7 separate regions of the Mus musculus genome follow, and all the other regions are linked to region 1. The links are chromatin contacts, called in public promoter capture Hi-C maps. All regions are on one chromosome and are shown on one strand. Each heading gives the region's core, a stretch centred on a gene start, on an enhancer-like site or on the middle of the called end of the contact. The rest is flanking DNA. Distances are from core to core; before and after follow the strand shown.

Region 1 (3,100 bases), core at 455-2,954:
GGCACTAAGCAAGTGTGTGGTACATGTACATGCATAATCACAGGCAAAATAATTTACATAAATTTAATCTAAAAATATATCAAATCAAAATACATGAAAAAAATGGATATGGGTGTATTAAACAGATATAGCTCTGATAAGTGCTTGTCTAATATGCATGCAGTCTGAGTTTTCACTACATGTGAGCACACACACATACACCTCAGGCAGGAGAATTCCTCACCTATACCCCATATAAATAGGAAAGACATAGCACCATGGTTTGATGGTAACAGCCCTGCAGTGTCACCTGAACCCCTGCTTAAGTGAGTTGAGGAGGGACAAGACTGTTTCTGCTGGTTCTTTGGGCAGCCCTTCGGCTTAGCCCAGGCCTCATTGCTTGATATCGCTCCTTTGGATTACTGTTGTCTGTGCATCTGTCTGTCCCTACTCAGTCCTGCACCTCACCATATTCCTCCGTTGACACTCACCTGGACCCCTCAGCTAGCTTCAATACTCTGTGTCTTTCTAAATGAGTTCATCAATATCTAACTGTGGTGACTTTTCCCATTTATATCAGCTCTGTCTGGATGTAGTAAAACCTCACTGAACACAGAGGTTTGTGTAATCCTTTGCAGGCCTTCTGTAGTCTAAGTATATACAGATATACAGTGTGCCTATTCATACACAGAGACATACGGTGCAGTGATGTGTGATCTGATAGTAGCTAACACTCAAAGAACCTGTCTTTGGATGGAGGACATTGTTGCTCACTTGAGATTCAGGACATAACCAGTGTGGTAATTCTGTTACATTGCAATTTGAGGCCAGCCTGGGATACACAAGGTCTCTGTCACCAGCCCAGCTATAAAGGGAAATCAAGGCTGATGGCCAGTTGCAGCCAATAAATCAATGTAGCTTGTGAATTTATTATTATTCAATAGGTTCTAACATTCTAATAATAATAACGAATAATGTAATTATTATTATTATTATTATTTTATTAGCCAATAGATTCAATAGACAACTGTGTTTTGTCTTTGTATGGCATAGCATCCTTATCACAGAGGGAAGCATAGAAATTTGGATTTAATAAATGGCCTAGTGATAACCCCGTCATTTAGGAAGCACTGCTTATCCAGAAGAACGTGTGTCATCACCTGGAAGAGTCACACTATTGCCTTCACTACCTCTCCTGGAAATACCGCTAAAGGATCTCTAAATCCTACAACTGGAACAAACAACAAATGCAGTTTAACATTTTCTCAGGCAGCGGGCAGGCCCTTTTAAGGTGAGGAAAACTACGCTACTGTATTGACCTTTAAACAGCAGGCAACATTCTCTCAAGTGGGTCAAAGTCAGAAGAACTGACACCATGAAATTGTTCCTCTGGGTGTAGTGTTAGTCCGGGTATAAAAATCCTTTAGCCAAGAGAGGAATTACTAGTAACAGTATATTTTTACAGTAACGATAATTTAAAATAGTCATTTGGCCTTGTAGTGCTATCTTACTAAAAAGTGAGACTGCCTCCGTGCGGAATGTTTTTCCTCAAGTGAATTACAACAACCCTTTTCCTCCTTAACTTCAACTGGAGCACTAAGCTCCAACAACAAAAAATAGAACCAGAGAGAGGGATTGATTGAAGTACTTCCCAGCCAATCCGCGATGGAAAAAGAGCGCGCGAGCAAGGTGCTGTCCAATCATCACTCGGAGGCGGGGCGGAGCCTTTCGCGCCTCCGCCCCTGGGTTGGCGGACAGGGGAAGGAGCGAAGATGGCGGAGTGAGGCGTGCCCCGGGCAGCTGGCCTGCGGGCCCGGGGCAGGCCTCCCGTGAGAAGCGGAGTACTTGTGCTGGACCGTGTGAGGTGAGCTGAGAAGTCCGTCTGTCTATCGGGAGACGAGCAGCCGGTGGGGCGGCACAACTCGGGACGGGGTAGCGGCGAGCCTAATGAGGGAGCCGGCGAGGCCTGGGCCTGACAGGGCTTTGCATTCGCAGCCGCGTCCGGTCGGCTCCGCCGCCTCCGGGTATGTGGCCGCGTCCTTCCCTTACCAGCGCTCCACGCCCTTCCTTGCGCCCTTCGCTTTGGCCGCTGCGTGCTTTGCCCTGGTTCTCTGAGTTGCACGTACGCCGGCCGTATCGGGAAGCCGCTGTGTGCACCTCCCTTTTATTTTTCTAAGACTATCTCTGTATTGTTTGACCCTTTACCGAAGGCGTCACCGGTTGAGGTTGACAGGCCTGTTGCAGCTCTGGGCATTTTGTGTCCCTGGCGCGTTGACCTTGAGATTTGCTGTAAGAGGCTCCCTCTGGTATTTTCATTTGAGTATGTGTATTACAGATAGACTCTTGCAGCCTTTACCTCATACTCGCCCCTGCCAAACTTTTATGACCGTAGTAAGCAGCTTTGTCCTTGGACGTCCTGATAATGCCCTTATGGCGCATTAGTTTCGGCAAACGGGTCTCAGTGGAATTCACCTATGTTGATTTCTTACCCAGGATCAAGGGAAACGGCTTACGATGCTTTTCTTTTCGTTTTTTTAGAACTATAGTTCTGGAAGTACTGCTGGAATCTCATTTGTGTAGTTGGTGTACACTGGTGACAGTGTAGTACTAACAAGATATTTATATTTGATTCTTATTTAATTTTATCTCTTTGTAATTGGGAGCCCCCTTACTTTTATTGGTATTCAGCTAAATTCTCGGAAAGTCTTTGCTTCTGAATTCTGGATCGGGGAGACATTTGCTGCGTGTGTTGGTGCTCAGGGCCAGAAATTTACATCTATCAAAACCTTGTTTCAGAAATAAACTGGCATATTAGTGAGAGCCAGTTCAAATGGAAAAATCATAATGTGAGTGAATGTTTGTGATAGATTATATGGTTTTTGTTAGCCCTAGACTTAGCAGAGCTGAAGCAGGAAGCACTTGCTTAGGGGGTGAAAAAAAAACCAAAAAACAAAACCCCTCCCCTTTAGCACAAGTAGTTTTTCTTTTTAATATGATCCACAAGTAGAAAAAAATAGGTATGAGCCAGAGGAAGGGAATATAACATCCTTCCTCATCTTAAAAAAGAGAAAGTCGTTTGCTTTCCACTAAAAGACAGCTCTACATTACGGGAGGTTTTCTG
Region 2 (3,337 bases), core at 109-2,608, 1.4 Mb after region 1:
TGGCCTCTAACTCAGAGATCATCCTGTCTCTGTCTCCATGTGCTGAATTAAAGGCTTGAGCCACTAAGCTTGGCTTATTTTAAAGGTTTGTATTGTGAATTGTTTCTAGTATCTTTATTTTCCTTTTACAGTTAAATTTTTTTAACATTTTATTTTTAAGGGCTGAAGAAGTGCCTCAGTGGTTAAGAGTACTTGTGGCTCTTACAGAGGATTGAGATTCCGCTCTCAGCACTTACATAGTCCTTCACAACAGTCTGCAACTCCAGTGCGAAGGGATTCAGTGCCCTCTTCTGTCCTCCATGGGCAATTCACACACATGGTACACAGACATACATGCAGGCAAGATACTCATACCCATATGATAACAATAAAGATTCTAAAAAATATTTTGTAGGGGCTGGAGAGATGGCTCAGCAGTTAAGAGCCCTGACTGCCCTTCCAGAGATCCTGAGTTCAATTCCCATAACCACATGGTGGCTCACAACCATCTGTAATGGGATCGGATGCCCTCTTCTGGTGAGTCTGAAGAGGGTGACTGTGTACTCACATACATAAAATCAACATGTAAATCTTTTTAAAAATTGTAATTAATTTTTTGGGGGGATAGGGTCTCTCTACATAGTCCCAGCTGTCCTGAAACTCATTATGTAGACCAAGCTGGCCTCGAACTCACAGAAATCTTCCTGCGTTTGTTTCCCAAATGCTGGCATTAAAAGTGTGTGCCATCACACCCACCTAAAAATATTTTATTTTTGTACTAATTATATGTGTGTCTGAAAGTGGGTTTATGCAACCCAGTGCATTCTCTATAGAGAACAGAAGGGGGCGTTGTATTCCCTGGCGCTTGTGGTCAGAAGCCTTCTAATGTAGGTGCTGGGAACCACACTGGAAATGCTCCCTTATGTTTTCTGTTTGCATCAATGGCTTATTACAGTCCAGAGATGTTGAACTGATTGAAAAATTACAACACTGACAATATATCCCAAGGAAATATTGTTTAAAGCACGATTTGTATAAAAATGTTTATTCTTAATAGCAACACATATTAAAGAGTTGAAAGCCAACAATAAAGAAGTAGGTTTGATAAATTAAGGCCACGACTAGACTCTAATTCTGCTTCAGGCAATAGAAAAAGTTAATTTACAAGTATACTACAGTGCCACAATACCATAACAAGTACATATAAAATCAGATTAAGGAAAAAGATAATTTCCACAAGATAAGGAATCCTGTGGGGTTATGTTATTCGTGAAGGAGCCAGAGTGAGCCGCCCGTCGCATTTGTACTTTAAGAGGCGTCCTGATACTCACTTTGATTCTCACAAGCACCCCGCACGCACGCAAGGTGTCATTAACTTCGCTTTACAGGTGCTGAGGTCGCACCACGGTCAGGGATGCCAGACCCTGGTGGAGCCAGGTGGCGAGCTGCCTCCCTGCCACCCCCTCGCTTGGCTCTTCCTGGTCCTCACTAGGTTGTCAAACGCCGGGCAACCGGGCTGCCGCGGCGCGGAGGCCTGGGCTGAGGCGAGTTGCGGAGGCGGCGGGAGGCCACAGAGGCCGGAAGTGCGGGCCGGAGCGCTCCGGGGCTGCGCCGAGATGGCGAGAATGCTGGCGGTCCGGGTGGTGGCAGGGCTGGCGGCGGCCGCGGTGGCCGCCCTGCTGTTGGAGCACTACGGCCTGGCTGGGCCGACTACGCCGCTGCCGAAGCCCAGAGGCTCCCAGAGGCCGCACCCCGCCCCGGGCTCGGAAGCCAACAACATCTTCTGGGGGCTGCAGGTGAAGTGGCGGGAGGCCAGGGGAGGGCACAGCGCGGGGCGGGCTCGCCCAGCAGGGGGCCTCGGTCGCAGTCCGCCGGGAGGCTCGGCTCTCCTTCCCCGGGGTTCGTTAGGGCATCTTTTTCTTTCCCTTCCGCTCCCCGAGAGCTGACGGGCCACCCGTGTCGGTGCGGCTCTTCCTGACTCAGATAACGTGTCTGTCCAATGCCTGCTTTTGACAGATATCCGACATTCACCTGAGCAGATTTCAAGATCCAGGCAGAGCGCTGGCCTTAGAGAAGTTCTGTTCGGAAACTATTGACATCATTCAACCGGCTCTTGTCCTGGCCACTGGTAGGAAGGATTCCTGTGCTGTGTGCGGTGCGGTGGTGGTGTTCTATGGTCCTGATGGTAGAATGGGCAGCAGCTATTCGCTTGAGGGTGTTGGCAACTCTGGCCCTAGACCGTCAGTGAGCCCTTTGAAGTGGTGGATAATGGAGTCAGGATCCAGGCTAAATGCTTTGCCATCTCAAGGTTTTTCTCAGTAGGAATAAGGCTTGTGATGCTTACGACCAGATGTTGTCTGCCATATTTGTGTTGTGTGTGTGTGTGTTTATGTGTGGGTGTGTGCGCACGTGCGCGTGTATTGATGGTGATGATGTCCTGATGAATTTGAATATTAGGGGGTGCCCTATAACCGGGAATCAAAAGCTCTCCTTTGCTGACTTATATTTTTCTGTACAAGGAGGTTATGTTTTCAGTTGTTTGAGGACTCTTCAAACCTGTGCACGTGTGAGCCCAAAGGTTGGGTAGGAAAAGCTCCAAAGAGTTGTGTTCTGTGTTCTGTTTTTTGGGTGGCTCGGCTGTCACTCACCCTTCTGAAACATGTCTCTTACTAAGATGAAGTATCTGTCCTCAGATAATGAATAAGTCCCTGCTTCAGGTGTTCTGTTTACTTCCTAGAAACTTTAGCATTTCATTGGTCAAACTAGATTGTTTTTTGCTCTGAAATAATGCTTGGTCACAGCATAAATCCTGGTTTAGGGGTTGGAAAACAACTGTTGCAATAGGTAATAGGCACTTGCTACAATGTTGCAACATCACACAAAGGAGTTTCATTGAATTTTGTACTGTGTCTCTTTTCTCTCTCTCCCTCTCCCTCTCTCCCTCTCTCTCTCTCTCTCTCTCTCTCTCTCTCTCTCTCTCTCTCTCTCTCTCTCTCTCTCTCTCTCTCTCTCTCTCTCTCTCTCTCTCTCTCTCTCTCTCCTTATTATGTATATCATGTTCTGCCTGCATGCCAGAAGAGGGCACTAGATCTCATTATAAATTGTTGTGAGTCATTATGTGGTTATAGGGAATTGAACTCAGGACCTCAGGAAGAGCAGCCATCTCTCTAGGCCATTGTAGTGGGCTCTTTAAGTCATTCCCCTCCCCCCACAACTCACTCCTAATATCGCTATAGACTACACAAACACTTGTTAACCTATAATAACAATACCCTTGCTGAGATAATCTTGTTAGTTTAAATGGCTTAAATGGTTTGCTTTGGACATATGTGGACTCAATTGATTTTTGTATTCGTGC
Region 3 (3,174 bases), core at 190-2,689, 1.7 Mb after region 1:
AATGAGAAGACTCCACAGGATCTGAAAAAGACAGAAGGAGGTGGATATTAGCACAGAAGACATTTGCCATCAAATTTTAATACAAATTGAGAAATGGAGGCAACACCAAACTAATCACGGGTATCCAAAGGCTTACTGAACACTAGATAACAAACTAGGCTTCCTTACACATAATCTCAACTGCATGTTTAAATCGTTCTGCCCCCACAGGACCTTAAACACTGCAGAGAGCCAAGCCTTCAACTGCTCACCTGAAGCTTTCTTTTCTTTCAGATGTTCATTGAATGAGCTATTACTGTCTCCTTGTTCTACAGCAGATTGTTCCGGATTTGATACAATATCCTAGAAAACATGAGCACATAAGATCCTCACAGTACACAAAGTAGTACAACAGGGACCTTTCTGTGGGTGAGAACACGTTGATTTCATTTTTCGTTCCCCACCAACTTTATCCAAAAGCTAACAATCAACTAAACACGTTAATTTTCTGGGTTAGTTTGGTGTAGGGGGGTCAGAAAAAAATAATAACTTGAACAGGGCATCATCACTCACTCACCAACACGGGGTTCTCTTTGTGCATCTGCAGATTAGGAAGGTGTCGAGATAGCACGCTGAAGTGAGAGCCTGCATCTTCTTCCAGAACCTGGCTTTCAGGCTGAGAATCTTCTATTATCAGGCAAGGAGTGTCTTGCTGAGAGAAATCTGAATCCAATTGACTTCCAGTAGGGTCCATCTGCTCCCCTGGAATGGAATAACAAAAGATCAGTTCGAAGAGTAACCCTATTGAGCTTTCCACACACAATCTGAGACTAAATAAAGGGGCGGAAGTGTGAGATCGAGAAAGGGACCATTCTAGGGCTACCCAGTAGCCCACATTTGCAATCGCTCTTAGCACTTTCTCAGCCATCTCCCCAGCCCTCATTTCTCCGTTATTTACCACCGCGCCTCTGGATCCTTCGATCTCCCCCTCCCTCCCTCCTTTCTCTTCACCTTCCCTCAGACACGCTTCCTTCCTCACCTCTTCTCCCCGCCCCTTTCCATCCCCCACACAACTCTCCCCGCGTTCTGACGCCACTGAGCCCCGGGAAGACCTCTTCGCAACCCCGGCGGGCGGGAAGCCCACGGCCCTCATGCGGCCTCAGGACCACCGCGGCGGCTGCCTCCCCACCCCCTCCCCGGCCCTCCAACCCCGTCCCCGTCACCGCCGCCATGCTTGCCACCCCGCCCCCTCCAGGCGGCCAGCCCTTCAAGCCCGCCACCCGGGCCTCTGCGGCCCGCTAGCTCGGCTCCGCTCGCAGCACTACCTGGCATCCCGGCGAGAGGTGCCTCGCGCTGGATCTAGAGGTTTCTGCACGCTGCCCAGGCCCCTCCAGGTCGATCCCCAGGTCGCCACTGTCGCCACCGCCGCCACTGGCCGCGAGCTCCCCCTTTTCCCGTCACGTCACGCAATATCGGATCGCCCATTCGCTGCTGTTGTCTGCCACTCAGGAAATCCTATGGATGATAGGTGGCTGAGGTGAAGTGCCCGCCCCCAGCGTAAGAAAAGGAACACGGCGGCGTGTTTCCATGGTAGCATGGACGTCGCAGGCCCTCCCCCTAATACAGCCAGCATGACAGTATCCTTGAACCGAAGGGACATTAAGAGGGCATGAAATAAAAACCCCTGCCTGAAGGACGGGGGTACTCACTACTCACACTTGAGGGCTTCGGCCCCTTCACTGACTTCCGTGGAAAAGGAGAGTCTCCTGGATTTTCAAAGAAAGGGCAAAGAGGAGGAGAATTGAGGAGAGCTAGTACTTCTGAAATGGTGAAATGGAAGAGAAGCCTCTGTGGGGTTTGCCAGTGTCGATCAGGATCCCATTTGTAGACCTCTGCCTGAATTTAAAGGCTTCCGTTTTCCCACTCTATGTCTCTGGCAGTTTTGATTTTGTTGTTTTATATTGTCTTCGTGTTCCCACTCCCTTTCAAGCTTCCCTATTTGTCTCTCTCTGCCCTTTCTTTTAGGGAATTGCAGCAGCCCCAGACGCTTTGCACCTCCCATTGAACGAACTGAGCATTGTAATCCTCAAACTAGAAGCAAAGAGAACAGCTGTCACCCCTACTAACTCAATGACCTAAAGGATCCAGGCCCAGAGATTTAATTATCCTAATCATGGTGTCAGGGTCTTATAAAGGGTGTGGCAGCTGTGACAACTATTAATGAACTGAGCTCAAGATACATATGTGGTTTCACTGTCATTTTAATTTAAAGAGCCGTTGGATCTGGGCTAGAATTCTAACCAAGCAGCTGTCAGGAGGGAAAGCACCTAGCACAGTGCCAAGAATATACATAGAAGGCATTAAAATGGAGGCGGTTTTCTCTACTCCAGACTCAGAATTATTTAGGCACAGCCCATACATGATTCTCAACTTCTATAAATGCCCAGTTTAGCACTTGAAATAAGCCAAGCTTAGAGAGGAGCATCCTACCAGCCAATCTCCTCTCTGCTGCTATAAATTACAGTGATCATATTCTCCTAACCCAAAAATCAAAGCATGTTGTCTTCATACGCATTACTTGTGGGAACAAAAGGATCAGCTTAAACGAAATCGCTCTGAAAATTTTAGGATCTATTGTTATAACTAAAATTCCAATCCTAGAATGTTTTACAAGTAGAGCAAAAATGACCCAAATCACAGAGACACATCTTACCTCTTAATCCTAAAATCATTCATGATTGACTCCTGAGTTTCTCTACTGAGTACTAGACATCAAATCAATGCAATCAAAAAAAAAAAAAAAAAAGACCCCACCTCAAGCCGACCTCAACTATAGCAGAGCACTAAGTGTATCAGTCTGCTTAGCTTGAGAGGAAGGAGACCAACTAGGTCTAAGACTGGGCAGACTGAGCTGACTCCCACAGAGCCCTCTCCTCAGGGCCACCATGACAACTGCAGCTCTCTTCCCCTAGAGAGACATAGACCCAGGTCTTTCTGATTACTTTGATGTTTTAAAAAAATGTGTTTGTCAAAATTCATAAAACTAAGCACTGGAAAGATGCTCAGCAGTTAAGAGAACTGCTTGCTCTTCCAGAGGACCCAGGTTCGATTCCCACCACCCACACAGTGGCTCACAACCTTCTGTAACTGCAAATCCAGGGAATCCCACGTTCTCTTTTGGCCTTGATGGGCACT
Region 4 (2,973 bases), core at 12-2,511, 1.4 Mb after region 1:
GTCCATGGCTTACAGCTAGCAGCCTGGAAGAAGTCCAGCCTCCACATTTGTGGCTCAGATCTCTGCCCTGTGGCAGATGGGAAAGCCAGTATCAGTGGGTGAGCTTCAGGAAGCAGTCACTCCTTGGACATCTGAATGTTGGAAATGTTTACTACTGATTCTTGCTGTGTGGACTGCAGAAAAGTCTAACAATTGATTCTTCCTCAGGAGGCAAAGAGCCCTAATCAAGAAGATTGCCACAGTGGGGTCTCTGTGTCACTGTGTCCCTTGGTACTACTGTGTTTATTAGGGTCATCCTGTGAAAAGCATCCAGCCCGAACTTGGAGTTCAGGATGTCATTTTCTGCCTAGGGAGCCTGTGGAAACTTGTCCTGGACCTTTACTGCTCCTGAGACTTGACTTCCCAGCCTGTTTCCCCACCGATCATGGGCTTTCTGCTTCCTTAGCCAAGGTTGTTTTCAACTAATCAAATAAATGAATGAATGGTAGCCATAAACAATGGGTTGGAGAGATCAGTGGTTAAGAGCATGTACTTTACCTCCAGAAGACCCGAGTTCAATCCCTAGCAACCATGTCAGATGCTCACAACTGCCTGTAACTCTAGCTCCAGGCCAGAGCCACTGTGGGCACCTACATTCATATGTGCACAGACTTACATGTGATTAAAAAATAATAAAAGATAAGTATTAACAAAGAAATATCACAAACGGATCTGCAATGTTGATAAACATATGGGAGCCAGAAAGTGGGCCTGGTTTGGGGGCTTGGAGAAAGAGTCACCAGGGAGCTGGAGTCAGCAGTTAAGAGTGCTGGCTGCTCTTCCAAAGGTCACAGGTTCGATTCCCTTCACTCACACAGTGTAACTCCGGGTCCTGGGGATCTGATTCCCTCTCTGGCCTCTGCAGGCACTGCCACGGACATATTTACAGGGGAAAAGCTCAGTTACATAGAAGAGTGGCCAGGTCTCTAGTAGGTCAAAAGATGCCTGGCTGGGTCTTTTGAGTGGCCTAGTGTCATGGAGGGAGGGGTAGTGGGGTGTAGCCAGGGACTGGAAAAAGTCTCTAGATCTGCGGGGAGGGCAGGTGAAGGAGGCGTGGCTGGGTCTCCAGGCCGGGCCAGCGGGGAGTGGGCAGGTTTCCAGTGGGGAGGCGTGGTCTTGTTCCTGAGTGGGCGGGTCTCTGGGGGTGGGGGGAGGCGTGGACGGATGGCCGGGCTGTCTGGGAAGGCGGGGTCGCTACACTGAGAAGGAAGGGGCGGGACGCGCTGTGTGTTGCCGGAAACGAGATGAGTTTTTCAGCACCGGAAGTACTGCGGCGGGGCCAAATGGCTTAAGCGTCTTAGCTGGTTCCCAGAGAGAGCCTGCGATGGCGAGCTCGACAGCCGCAGTCCCCTTCCTTGCTCCGCCTCTGGAGCAGCTCCGGCACTTAGCAGAGGAGCTACGGTCACTTCTGCCTCGAGTACGGGGTGAGTTATGGGAATCTGCATCCCGGGCTCCGGGTAGGGATGTAGGGCATCAGGTCAGGGCTCCTCTCACCTGTCTTTTGCTTTCGGGGTGATCCGGCCTTCCTCAAGTCGGCGAAGCCCAGGAGACAGCGGAGGAATTTAATCGAGAAATGTTTTGGAGAAGACTCAGTGAGTGTCTGCCGTTGCGGGCTCTTCCCTCATCTCCCTGCATCCTAACCTTCCCTCTGCTGTCCCCTGAGATGACAATGTCTCTGGTCCTCATCCCTTCTCCCACCCATTCTCCGCACTTGAAGCAGAAATATAAAACGATTTCTGGAGTTGTTTTGGAGATGTTGATTAGGGTGGAAAAGGGACGCGTTATCTAAAAAGTCCAAGTAGTAACTTTAACCTTTTAACACTAACTTTGGCCCCCTGCCGCCTCTGACACCCCCAGATGAGGCAGCAGTGAAAGTGAACGGGGAAGCCACTGTTCTGACAACGCACTTCTCTAAACTTCCATGGCCATCTCCACAGGTGAGCTTTGCTTCCGGAGGGTTATTTTCTCCTTAAGAATCCTCCCGTTTTCTTACCCTTCACATTCAAGCCACACTTATTTCCCCCACTTAGCAAGCGAGGTTACAGTTCTTACCACATGGGATTGTTGTAAATAGCCAGGTGCATAGGGTTAGAAAGGTCTTCTAAATTTAGGCTGAAACTCAGCCAGGTTAGTTCCTCTTAACTTTCAACTTTCCTTGTTGATTTATAGCTGTTTCACATACATATTCCCCATCTGACCAATGAGTAAGCAGGTTTAGAGGCTCAGGTCAATAAATAGCAGAGGAGGAGTTAAATGTCTTTGCAGTATCTAAGCAGCACCTGTTATATAAAACCCTTTAGTGTTAAGATGTTGCTGTTGCTGCTGGTGGTACACACCTTTAATCCCGGCACTTTAAGGAGGCAGGGGCTGGCTGCTCTCTTGAGTTCAAGACCAGCCTGGTCTACAGAGCAAGTTCCAGGACAGCCAAGGCTGTCCTTCTTTTTGTAATGCTTTTTATAATTGTCAGGTGTCTACCTAATTTCTTTCTATTGTGTGGTGAGTACATTATAAGACCTGACTCATGACGAGTTTTCATAAAAGATTTAACCATGCTCTATAGATGTTTGGTCTCTTCCTTAGTAAATGAGTTGACAGCATTGATGTTAAACATTCTTTCTGAATTTGGTCCATCACCTCATAGGAAACCCAGAGGATCTGTGAGCAAGTCCGTATTGCCATCGAGGAAATAATTATAGTGTATTATTCACTTCCTAAGGACCAGGGTAAGTGACCGTACACGGTAGTGTTGTATTCATGGGCTAGGGCTTTGCTAAGGTAGTAGACTATATCCTGACATGTAAACATTATATGTTTATCTTCAGGGTAATATTATATATTTATACGTAAGTATATTATCCATGTTTGTTTCTCTTCATTTTGAGCATGTGACTTTCCTGTGAAATAAAATCGAAGATAATTTTATATGTGAGTGAG
Region 5 (3,031 bases), core at 147-2,646, 1.9 Mb after region 1:
GGGGGAGTGGAGGCGAACTAGCAGCACAGCCTGCAGCAGGTGGAAGGTGGCAGTTCCTGCACACACTCGATACACAGCGCCAGAGCCACTGAGAACTGGGCAGTCCGAGCTGCCAAACAGGTGGGCACATAGCACTGAGGGCATCTGGATCTGCAGGGAGTTGGTTGTGAGAAAAGTCAGGGCCAGCCACAATCTATGGACAGTCTCAACTTTTTACTGGTAGGTTGACTCCTTTGCTCCCTGTCCCAAATCTTAAAGGTTTTTTTTTTTCCCTCACATTGCAACCCTTGCCGACTTACCCCATGTGCTTTGCCCCAGACCCTTTCTACCACTGTCTTCGAAAGCAGGAGGCAGCAGATTGCTGAGGCTCCCACGTGGAGGAGGATGTAGAGCAGGCGGCTACACCTAGACTCTGTCAGAGAGTGGCAGCCACTGGTCCAAGAAACAGGTCCACAGCAGGATGCCTGGGGATAGAAGCAATGCAGAGTTTTTCAAAGGGTGTGGGGTTAACCAATGGTCAAATTCCCAAACCCTCCATCCTTCTGTCTGGTTATGAGCCTCTTAGGATTACCTTCCACAAAGCACTAGTAAGGTTTTCATTGCAAGAACTTTAAACTTTGGTGTATTCTTGAACCACTTAACTTTTTCCTAATGATCTATGGCTGGGAATGTGGAATGAGATGTTTACCTATTACCCAGGCAAAGAACCAGGTTTCTCATCCCAACTCCTAGCTTTTTAGCTATCTCTTCCCAAATGTCTCACCTGATTGAAGGGGGTTTCCACTACATTACTGACTCCACCGTGCTGCTGTGCAAGACCCTGGGTGGTGCTCCGGCCGGTGACAACTTTTGCACCCATCATTTTTGTTAGATGTAGATCCAGTATTGGAAAAACTGACGAGAAACAGCAGCTTCTCGGGATTTTCGCCCATTGGACAGTCGCTTTGCTGGCCTAATCATTCGTCTTAAGGCAGCATAGACATGTCATAAAATGAATACAGGTTACCAGGAAGTGGTAGATAGATGCAAATAGTCTTGTGAAGATGCCTTCGCCGGGCTTCCTATTCGGGATCATTCGGACTGTTATTCTGAGATTAGGAGCAGTTGGCCTATCAGGTCTAGGGATTAGGTTTTTTAATTGGTTTAGGATTAGCCACCTTGATTGGACAGAATTCCATGTGTGTGTCTCTATGTGTGAAAGGATTGCTCTTAGGAACAATGTGCCTTGGTGGTGTGGGTAGTGAACAGATAGTCGAAGGAGACTGCAGAAAACAAGCTGGAGAGGAAGTCAAAAGCGAACCTCTTTGCTAGCTGAAGCTTCTCAAGACAGGCACAAAGGTGTGGTCCACGCCTACCCCGCCCCTTATCTGGGCGGAAGCTGTGAGGGTTGCCGGAAGTTGTGAAGCGGCAGCCTATGCGGCGGCGCGGTGAGATCGAAATGGCGACCGAGGGAGACGTGGAGTTGGAGTTAGAGACCGAGACCAGCGGCCCGGAGCGGCCTCCCGAGAAGCCAAGGAAACATGACAGTGGTGCTGCTGACCTAGAGCGGGTTACTGACTATGCGGAGGAGAAGGAGATCCAGAGTTCGAATCTTGAAACGGTGAAGTTGGCTGGGAGCTTGTATGAGGGGTTGAGAGAGGGGCGGGAGAGAGGTGAGACTGACCGGTTTGCTGCTCACTGGGGCTCCGGGAAGGCTGATAGCAATGGTGGGATTTGGCAGTAGGGTGGGGCTAAGCGACAGCACCCACCCAGTCTGCTGTTTGCTTAAGAATTCGATAGAGATTGGGCCTAAATAGATCTCATGTGCACGAAATTAGGCGTAGTCCTTTGGTCCTGAGAACACTCGTAGTTGTGAATACCTGAAAACCACGTGGTTTTTATTTTTGGTATTGCGTTTTAGATCAGAAAATTTGCGTGGCACGGTGGTAGATAACTTGACTCGTGTTTTCTACAGGCTATGTCCGTCATTGGAGACAGACGGTCCAGGGAACAAAAGGCCAAACAAGAGCGGTAAGTTTAAAGCACACCACCAGCACTACCGGTAGGTCCTCGTTCTCCAGGGGAAAAAAAAGTTTACGTCTTTAACCAATTTCTACAGATCTAGGGATTACAACTTTGTTAGTGGAAGGAAAGATTCCAGGATACCTTACTGTAAAACCTCCAGGGGAAAGAGTTGGCGCGTTTATTTGCTATTTTCAGTAAACCTTGTTCCACCCATTTTCAGTGAGTAGCTGGGAGTGTTCCTTCTGGGAGTTTATAGCAGAGGCAGAGAATGAAAAGAAATGTATAAATATTTACAGGGAGAAGGAACTGGCGAAGGTCACTATCAAGAAGGAAGATCTGGAGTTGATAGTGAGTATTAATTTTTTAATGGATTCACAAGAGAAGTGCTACCTAATTTGGGCTCCTGAAACAAGTGGAGAAGAGGCTTTGGTGACGTGATTTTCCCTTTTGCAGATGACGGAAATGGAGATCTCTCGAGCAGCAGCAGAAAGGAGCTTGAGGGAACACATGGGCAATGTGGTGGAGGCTCTTATTGCCCTAACCAACTGATAATGTGCTTTTTTAGACATTCTGGACTGACTGACTGACTGAAATAAAGTGTTCTGTTTTGCTGTTTTTTTTTTTTCTTCAGTTTCATCTCAGATCAAATGCATTATATATTCTATTTTATTGTCAGTTTCTATGTTGGACCTTGATGAAACTGTGTGAACAATCAGTATAAAGAAGTACCTAATGTTCAAATGCAGGCTCTTATATTGTGTGTGTGATTCCTCTACTGCCATAGTGTTTCTAATAACTACCACATGGGAAACAAATTTAAGTGCCCTTTTCTACCAAGCCATCTTGCCAGCTCTAAGCAGCAGATACTAAGTGGTATGTTAGTATCACTCACCTGACTAGCTCTTTCTTGGCAATGTAGAGTACATTTGGATCCTCTGCAAAAGATCCAAATGCATATGTTTCTAGGATAGCTTATGCACTTTTCCCCTTGGATCTGTTCTTGTATAAACCAGGCTGTTTCCAAACT
Region 6 (3,384 bases), core at 137-2,636, 1.6 Mb after region 1:
TTCTGACTGTATTCCCCCTCCTCCTCACCGAATGTCCAGGTCTTCCAGACTCTCTTTCTAAATCTTCCACCAGTGTCACCGCCTCCTCTCCATTTTCTGGACATTGCTTCTGTACCCAGTTCTGGATCTCCACAGGTAGCACAGTCAGGAATTGCTCTAGCACCAACAATTCTACAATCTGCTCCTTGGTCCGCACCTCCGGCCTTAGCCACCGACAGCAAAGTTCCCATAGTTGGCTGAAAGCCTCCCGGGGCCCAGCCACCTCCTGGTAATGGAATCTTCTGAAGCGCTGTCGTAAGCTTTCAGAGCTTGTGCCATTTCCTCTCCGAGTGGGTTTGGCCATCTTTCACAGCAGAAAGCCGTTTCTCTCCTCACTGTCTGGGTTCTAGGACTTATTACACTATCTTTGCATGCCCTTGGAGAAACACCTGCAGATGAGTCTCTCTGTAAAAAGGAGTTTTATCCTAGAGTAGAGAGAAATGGCGCTATCTGAGGAGAGTATCTTTACATGTTTAAAACCTTGTCAGAGCCGGCCTGACTTTCAATATGCTCGAAGTGGCCTTCTGAGGCAGTACCTTTTCAGGACAGCAAATCAATAGGCAAGGTGAAAATGACCTTTTAAAAACTGCATTTCTAGGTGACGTTTAGAGTATCCCCAGGAAGTTGCAGAGAAAAGAAAAATCTGTCCGCTTCGCTCCCACCTCAGGTAAATCATTAGCGCCCCAGATCAAATCGGTCAAAACGTTTGGCGAACGACAACAAAAAGCCTCTGTCCAGCGAGCGCCGGCTATTCTCCCCTAGAACCACCGCCGTCCTTCCAGAAGCTCCTGGTGTCTGCCCCGCCCCTTGAACACCAAACTACAAATTTCCACCCCGAACCAAAGTCAAGTGCCGAACACTGGGTCTCTTGCTCGCGCCTCCCGAACGAAGTAAGAACTCGGCAAGAGTTCCGGGGCGACAGATGGGGAAGGTCGCGCACCGGGGGAGCCGACTTGGGCTTCTAAATTGAGGTGGACTAGGGGAGAGTTACAGGAGTTGGTGAAGCGAGGAAGCTCGAGGGGCGGCAGTGGTGGGTCTCCTGAGAACGAGGCCGATGCGGGCCGGTGCTGCGAGTCCGTGGGCTTCGAGCACAGCTCCACAGCGGCGGCTGCCAAGTTCCAGCTTTGTTTTCTTCCCTCCGGCCGGGTCACTCTGGGAGACGTCGGCAGTCGGTCAAAATGCCACAGACCCTGCCAAGGCGTCCTGAGGACTCCCGCCGGCCCACCCCAGGCCGCGTCTCTCTCAACCAGCTTCTCAACTCACTCTCATCCCTTCCCCTCCTGGGCTAGCCTCAGTCCCGCTCTCAAGCCGGAAGTCCGAGCGGGCTTCTCCTGGAGCCCAGGACGCATGCGCGACGGCACCGGCGCCTCCTCGCGGCTCCGCGGCGGGAGCGAGGCGGTGGGCGCCTGGGCCGCGCGCACTTCCGGGATGCGGCGCGCGGCTCTGTGGCATCTCCTCTCCCGGTGGACTGCGGGGATTCAGGGCAAGAGATTCCGCTGGGTGTGAGGGGTCGCCCGGAGAGGCGCTGAAAAGAGGAGGTGGTAGATCTAGGGACTCCCGAGCCGCCCTAGAAATGATTCACGAACTGCTCTTGGCCCTGAGTGGGTACCCAGGGTCCATTTTCACCTGGAACAAGCGGAGTGGCCTGCAGGTATGCAGGGGGTCAGAGACGAGTCGCTTGCCGCGCGGCGGGTGCAGCTGAGCCGCAGCGAAGGGGCGGGACCCGGGGAACTCCAACCGACCGGCGCCCGCGAGCGGGGAGAAACCGAGGGCCAACCCTACGGAGCTCCGGCTATGGGGGCCCTGCGGTCCCGCGACTCCTGCTAGAGAACCACTAGGAGTGGATAGAACCACACTTCTTTTCACTGCATATGAATTTGTTGTTAAACTGAATCCCTAAATGTGTAGCTGGAATTAGATGATAGTTATTTGAGGGAAAAGGGGGAGGGATAGGGAACTCTTGCATTGATTCAAATTGAATTTTGAAAGTAGTGGAAATGTATACAAAGCGCTCAAGACACAATACTCAGTAAATTGTGTTGGATGAAAAAAATGAATTTGTAAACATATGGTGTTTCCCTCCTTTCTTCGAAAATTTCTGTACCAGGTGAAGAACTTGAGAGGGGGTTTTTCCTGTAATTAGAAGAGTATAACAGGAATGTACCCGTTAGTTGTTTTCTCTTCCTCTCCCCCTCTGTTCCTTTATCTCCCCCAACCCCCGTGAGAAGCCCAGATATAGCGTGATACTCAATATTTTGCCGAAACTAAATTGGCAACACTGAGTTTAATAGCCAGGCGTAGTGTTTGTGCCTGTAATCCCAGCCTTTGGGAAGTTGAAGCAGGATTATTGGTGTGATTCAAGTCCAGCCTGGGCTTCACTGTGGAACCTTCTCTCAAAAAAGAAAGCAAGAAAAGAAGGGAACAGAGGGCAGAGAAAGGCAAAGAAAAGAATGACAACTACAAATGTGTCTAAGTGTGTTGTGTAAAATGGTATCAGTGACTTCAAGGTGGAGTTGACTTTTTCACAGTAATTAAGCCTAAACTAGAATTTTTTTTTTTAAAACTAGAGTATGTGTCTATGTTGTATGAGTGTGGGCATATATGTCACAGAGTGTATGAAGAGGTCAACTTTATGGAGTCACTTCTCTCTTCCCACATTTGTGTAGGTTTCAGGGATTTAACTCAGGTCTTCAGGTTTGTGTAGCAAATGCCTGACTCTCTGAGCCATTTCACTGATCTTAAACCTAGAACTTTTCTAAAACTCTGTCAACAAGAAGTGTTCAAATTTGATAACTGTACCCAAGGAGCTAAAGGGATCTGCAACCCTATAGGTAGAACAACATTATGAACTAACCAGTACCCCGGAGCTCTTGACTCTTAGCTTCATATGTATCAAAAGATGGCCTAATCGGCCATCACTGGAAAGAGAGGCCCATTGGACTTGCAAATTTTATATGCCCCAGTACAGGGGAATGCCAGGGCCAAAAAGTGGGAGTGGGGGGGTAGGGGGGTTGGGGGGGTATGGGGGGCTTTTGGGATAGCATTGGAAATGTAAATGAGGAAAATACCTAATAAAAATATTTTTAAAAAGTCACAAAAAAATTGATAACTGTAGAAGTGTCATCAGTAATAAAAGACACACATACATATATATTGAATCTGTAACTGTGATTAACACCTGTCATTCATATTATCTGTTATCACAGTTATCTCCACTTTTTACTTCTGAAAACTAAGACATTGAGAGGTGCCATGATGTAACTTGCCTAAGCTTTCAAGCAAAACATAATTTGAAGATATAAGCCAAGGGAGTCTCTGTCCCTGTCTGTTTCTGTCTGTCCTCTC
Region 7 (3,150 bases), core at 569-3,068, 1.8 Mb after region 1:
ATGTCTCACTTTCTCTTGAGGATATGGACAGGAATATCACGTTTAGTGTGAATGAGGGTTACTAACCAAGTATCTCCCGGAGAGTGTGCCTTGGTACGGCTTGGCTCAAGCCCTGCAAATGCTCTATGAGCGAGAAAGTGTCAATGAGCTTTGAACGGATAGCATCAGCTCTGAGCAGCTGGAAATGTCCTTGTTCTTGTGCCATGTCTGTTAAGAAAGTAGAACCAAGGATGTCATGCTTAAGAATTATACTACAATTAGCAGGCTCTCTCCTCCCCCAGCTTCTTTGCCTTTTAGAGATTCAAGAAGCCCACACAAAAAAAGCTATGAGCAGTTAAGAATAAACACATTGAAAGACTCAAAGGTATTTTGTTGTTGTTCGGTACGGATTTTGTTTTTCATCTAAGCAAAAGACATAAAAGTCATAAGAAGCTAGGCAGTGGTGGTGCACGCCTTTAATCCCAGCACTTGGGAGGCAGAGGCAGGCGGATTTCTGAGTTAGAGGCCAGGCTGGTCTATAAAGTGAGTTCCAGGACAGCCAGGGCTGCACAGAGAAACCCTGTCTCGAAAAGCCAAAAACAACAACAACAACAAAAAAAAAACAAAAACAAAAGTCATAAGAAATATCTTCACAGCTAACTAAATATTCGGGTTATTTTCACTTTCTGACAGCATTTGTAATTAAACACTTCTTTTTGAAAATTAGGCTTAAATGTTAGGCAGGTGGCCCATGGCTTGGATCCCAGCGCTCTGGAGATAGAGGCAGGCAAATCTCAGAGCTCAAAGACAGCCTAGTGAAGGACAGCCAGGGCTACACAGAGAAACTATCTTGAAAAACAAACAAAAATCAGTTTAAAAGGCAGGCAGTGTAGACAGATATTCCAGTCTCAAGAGGATGGTGGATCTCTGTTGAGTTCCACATTTGCCTGGTCTATATAGTGAGTTCCAGGGCAGCCAATCCTCCTTGCCTCAAAAAAAAAAAAAAAAAAAAAAAAAGGTGAAAGCTGAGCCTGTGCCTATTAGTACGTAGTGCACACTATCAGTCTCAGCCACTCGAGAGGCTGAGGCCAGAGGATGGAAAGTTCTAGACCTTCGCGGATTACAGTATGAAGTCAAGGCCAGCCTGGACACCTTGGTGTGAACATGACTCAAAAAGTCAAAAGAGGACTAGGGATGTAATCCAGTGTTGGATCACTTGCCCAGCAATGTGCAAGGTTCTGGGCTCAATCCTCAGCTACCCACCCTCTCAAACAAACCAACAAACAACAATGGGGGGGGGGGGAGCAGCAGGCAGGGAGGGCAGAGGCCTAAGGCTGGACAAAGAATACAGACCTCACGTGGACCTGACAAAGCAGGATACGAGGTAGGGCAGCGGCAGGATGTAGACTTACTACGCCCTATAATTGGACAAAGCAACAGCCTGACATTTGGAAAACGTGTCGCGGTGCGCTCAAGTGCGTGCGCGCCCCAATGCCCCGGAGGGAGGGAGCCGGACAGACAGCTCAAGCTCCCCTCCAGCCCTTTCGCGGGCCTCACTTCCGCCCACTCAGCCCTGACTTCACCCCTCCGCCTTCCGCGCCGGCGCCCAGAGCTTCACTCCTCCCCAGCGGGTGGCGCTCAGGGCCGCTCCGGCTTCGCTGAGCCCCCTACTTCCCACCGACCCCCCGTCCAGGCCTCCGCCACAGCCAGACCGGCGGGCGTTCGCCTAAGCGTCCGCCCCGCCTCGCCCCGCGCGCCCGCCAATCGGCAGTTACCAGCTGTTCCGCCCGCCCGACGCTGCGTGACGCAGCCAATCGGCGGCTGCCACACTGCGGGCCCCGAGCAGGCCTAGGGGGTTGGGACCTCGGCAGCGGGTCTGCCCGGGCCAGACGCGCGAGCGCAGGCAAGCGGCTGCAGATTGCGGGCTCTCCCATCTCATTTCTCCGGTCCCGGCCCTCCGACCGCGACCCGCCGCCATGCGCTTCAGCTGCCTAGCTCTGCTCCCGGGCGTGGCGCTGCTGCTCGCCTCGGCCCGTCTCGCCGCCGCCTCCGATGTGTTGGAACTGACGGACGAAAACTTCGAGAGTCGCGTCTCCGACACGGGCTCGGCGGGGCTCATGCTAGTCGAGTTCTTCGCCCCCTGGTGAGGCCACTTTGCGGGATCAGGGCCGGAGGACCGGCTGGGCGCGGGAGCGGTTGGGCCTACGCAGCGCGGGCGCCCTCCACTATCTAGCAGGCCTGGCTGCGGCTGCCTCATTGCCAGTCGGTGGGGAACCGGGAGGCGCTCCGCCCGGGGTGGGGGGTGGGGTGAGGACGAGGTAGGGTGGGGACGGGGGCAGATCCGGAAAGCAGAAAGCCTAAACTCCAGGGTAGGGCCACGTCCTTACCTCCGCGTTCTTGCAGCACTTCCTATGTGGAGGGTTCTCCCATCCCCTCCCCCTCCGGTCTATCTTTCAGTATCTAGGTGAGTCAGTGTATGTGTCCCCAGGTCTGCAGACAAGGCTGGCATCCCAAAGCCTTCAGAGAGGAGGCAGAGGTCCTCTTTTAAGTGGTGAGGTTCTGGGGTTTTTTTTTTTTCTCTTTTTGTCTCCACCCCATTAGAGCCATTGGTTTCTAACCAAGGTCACTCTGTAGCTGCAGAAAGATCCTAAGTGCTTTCTTGAGACAGGCCATTAGTTGGTTCATGGCATGGCTTACACTATTTTACATTAAGCTGCAGAGGCCTCTTATTAAAAGAGTAAACCAACAAGAATTATTTCACTAGGACCTATCATAATTTCAGTATTAAATAATTCTAGAAAATGATAACATTCTGGATAAGAAAGTTACCACTGCTTAACCTAAGAAAAGGGTAAGTTCTATCGAGTGGGTGTGACCCCAAATAAAAACTTTGCTTGGGAAGGGAGAGCAAATAGGATTTCTAGTTTTGTCACTTAGAGTAGTGGATAGGATAATTTACCAATTATTTATTACAAGGGCATACAGTTTAGAGGATGTCAATATTTTTTCCCTCCTAGCACAATGACCCTTAATTCAAACCTGTTCAAAAGTATCAGTAAGACAGAGTGTGATAGTTACACTGTAACTTACCTTTGCTTCTGACCCAGTGGGATTGTTAACATCTCTAGCTTCTCTGACTTAGATGGTCACACTCAAAAGTCCTGTAGTGAA

Evidence for each region. Promoter capture Hi-C pulls out the DNA fragments that hold promoters and counts their contacts. Capture Hi-C pulls out chosen DNA fragments and counts their contacts.
Region 2: a promoter capture Hi-C map of adipose tissue shows a contact between it and region 1, with 4 times the contacts expected there. The contact joins the promoter of Tmem62 here to the promoter of Oip5os1 in region 1. A contact is called at or near these places in 2 of 39 promoter capture datasets (embryonic stem cells and liver) and 3 of 9 other capture datasets (adipose tissue, liver and pancreatic islet).
Region 3: a promoter capture Hi-C map of liver shows a contact between it and region 1, with 3 times the contacts expected there. The contact joins the promoter of Trp53bp1 here to the promoter of Oip5os1 in region 1. A contact is called at or near these places in 2 of 39 promoter capture datasets (liver and pre-B cells), 1 of 484 Hi-C or Micro-C datasets (B cells) and 1 of 115 datasets of contacts at active chromatin or transcription factors (microglia).
Region 4: a contact with region 1 is called in a promoter capture Hi-C map of liver, with 3 times the contacts expected there. The contact joins the promoter of Ccndbp1 here to the promoter of Oip5os1 in region 1. A contact is called at or near these places in 1 of 39 promoter capture datasets (liver) and 1 of 9 other capture datasets (liver).
Region 5: a promoter capture Hi-C map of adipose tissue shows a contact between it and region 1, with 3 times the contacts expected there. The contact joins the promoter of Hypk here to the promoter of Oip5os1 in region 1. A contact is called at or near these places in 5 of 39 promoter capture datasets (cranial neural crest, hippocampal neurons, liver and 1 more), 1 of 115 datasets of contacts at active chromatin or transcription factors (embryonic stem cells) and 2 of 9 other capture datasets (adipose tissue and liver).
Region 6: a contact with region 1 is called in a promoter capture Hi-C map of liver, with 6 times the contacts expected there. The contact joins the promoter of Tubgcp4 here to the promoter of Oip5os1 in region 1. A contact is called at or near these places in 4 of 39 promoter capture datasets (hematopoietic stem and progenitor cells, hippocampal neurons, liver and 1 more) and 1 of 9 other capture datasets (liver).
Region 7: a promoter capture Hi-C map of liver shows a contact between it and region 1, with 6 times the contacts expected there. The contact joins the promoter of Pdia3 here to the promoter of Oip5os1 in region 1.

What each region holds. Positions count from the first base shown.
Region 1 is chr2:119,592,592-119,595,691 of GRCm38.p6, forward strand. Oip5os1 (Opa interacting protein 5, opposite strand 1) reads left to right here and starts at 1,705. Exons shown (of 3, transcript NR_027832.1): 1 at 1,705-1,843.
Region 2 is chr2:120,975,704-120,979,040 of GRCm38.p6, forward strand. It overlaps Tmem62 (transmembrane protein 62), which reads left to right and starts at 1,359. Exons shown (of 14, transcript NM_175285.3): 1 at 1,359-1,775; 2 at 1,996-2,107. The coding sequence starts at 1,596.
Region 3 is chr2:121,269,968-121,273,141 of GRCm38.p6, forward strand. Trp53bp1 (transformation related protein 53 binding protein 1) reads right to left here and starts at 1,440. Exons shown (of 28, transcript NM_013735.4): 1 at 1,305-1,440; 2 at 557-741; 3 at 252-342; 4 at 1-21. The coding sequence starts at 1,311.
Region 4 is chr2:121,007,147-121,010,119 of GRCm38.p6, forward strand. Ccndbp1 (cyclin D-type binding-protein 1) reads left to right here and starts at 1,262. Exons shown (of 11, transcript NM_010761.2): 1 at 1,262-1,463; 2 at 1,572-1,631; 3 at 1,897-1,976; 4 at 2,681-2,762. The coding sequence starts at 1,364. Tmem62 (transmembrane protein 62) reads left to right here. Exons shown (of 14, transcript NM_175285.3): 14 at 1-697.
Region 5 is chr2:121,455,692-121,458,722 of GRCm38.p6, forward strand. Hypk (huntingtin interacting protein K) reads left to right here and starts at 1,397. Exons shown (of 4, transcript NM_026318.3): 1 at 1,397-1,600; 2 at 1,955-2,010; 3 at 2,301-2,352; 4 at 2,458-2,749. The coding sequence starts at 1,415. The coding sequence ends at 2,553. It overlaps Serinc4 (serine incorporator 4), which reads right to left and starts at 1,073. Exons shown (of 12, transcript NM_001025371.2): 1 at 764-1,073; 2 at 300-464; 3 at 1-150. The coding sequence starts at 862.
Region 6 is chr2:121,169,782-121,173,165 of GRCm38.p6, forward strand. Tubgcp4 (tubulin, gamma complex associated protein 4) reads left to right here and starts at 1,387. Exons shown (of 18, transcript NM_153387.3): 1 at 1,387-1,690. The coding sequence starts at 1,613. Zscan29 (zinc finger SCAN domains 29) reads right to left here and starts at 1,344. Exons shown (of 5, transcript NM_001290819.1): 1 at 29-1,344. The coding sequence starts at 343.
Region 7 is chr2:121,412,084-121,415,233 of GRCm38.p6, forward strand. It overlaps Pdia3 (protein disulfide isomerase associated 3), which reads left to right and starts at 1,819. Exons shown (of 13, transcript NM_007952.2): 1 at 1,819-2,122. The coding sequence starts at 1,956. Catsper2 (cation channel, sperm associated 2) reads right to left here and starts at 1,709. Exons shown (of 13, transcript NM_153075.3): 1 at 1,333-1,709; 2 at 67-207. The coding sequence starts at 205.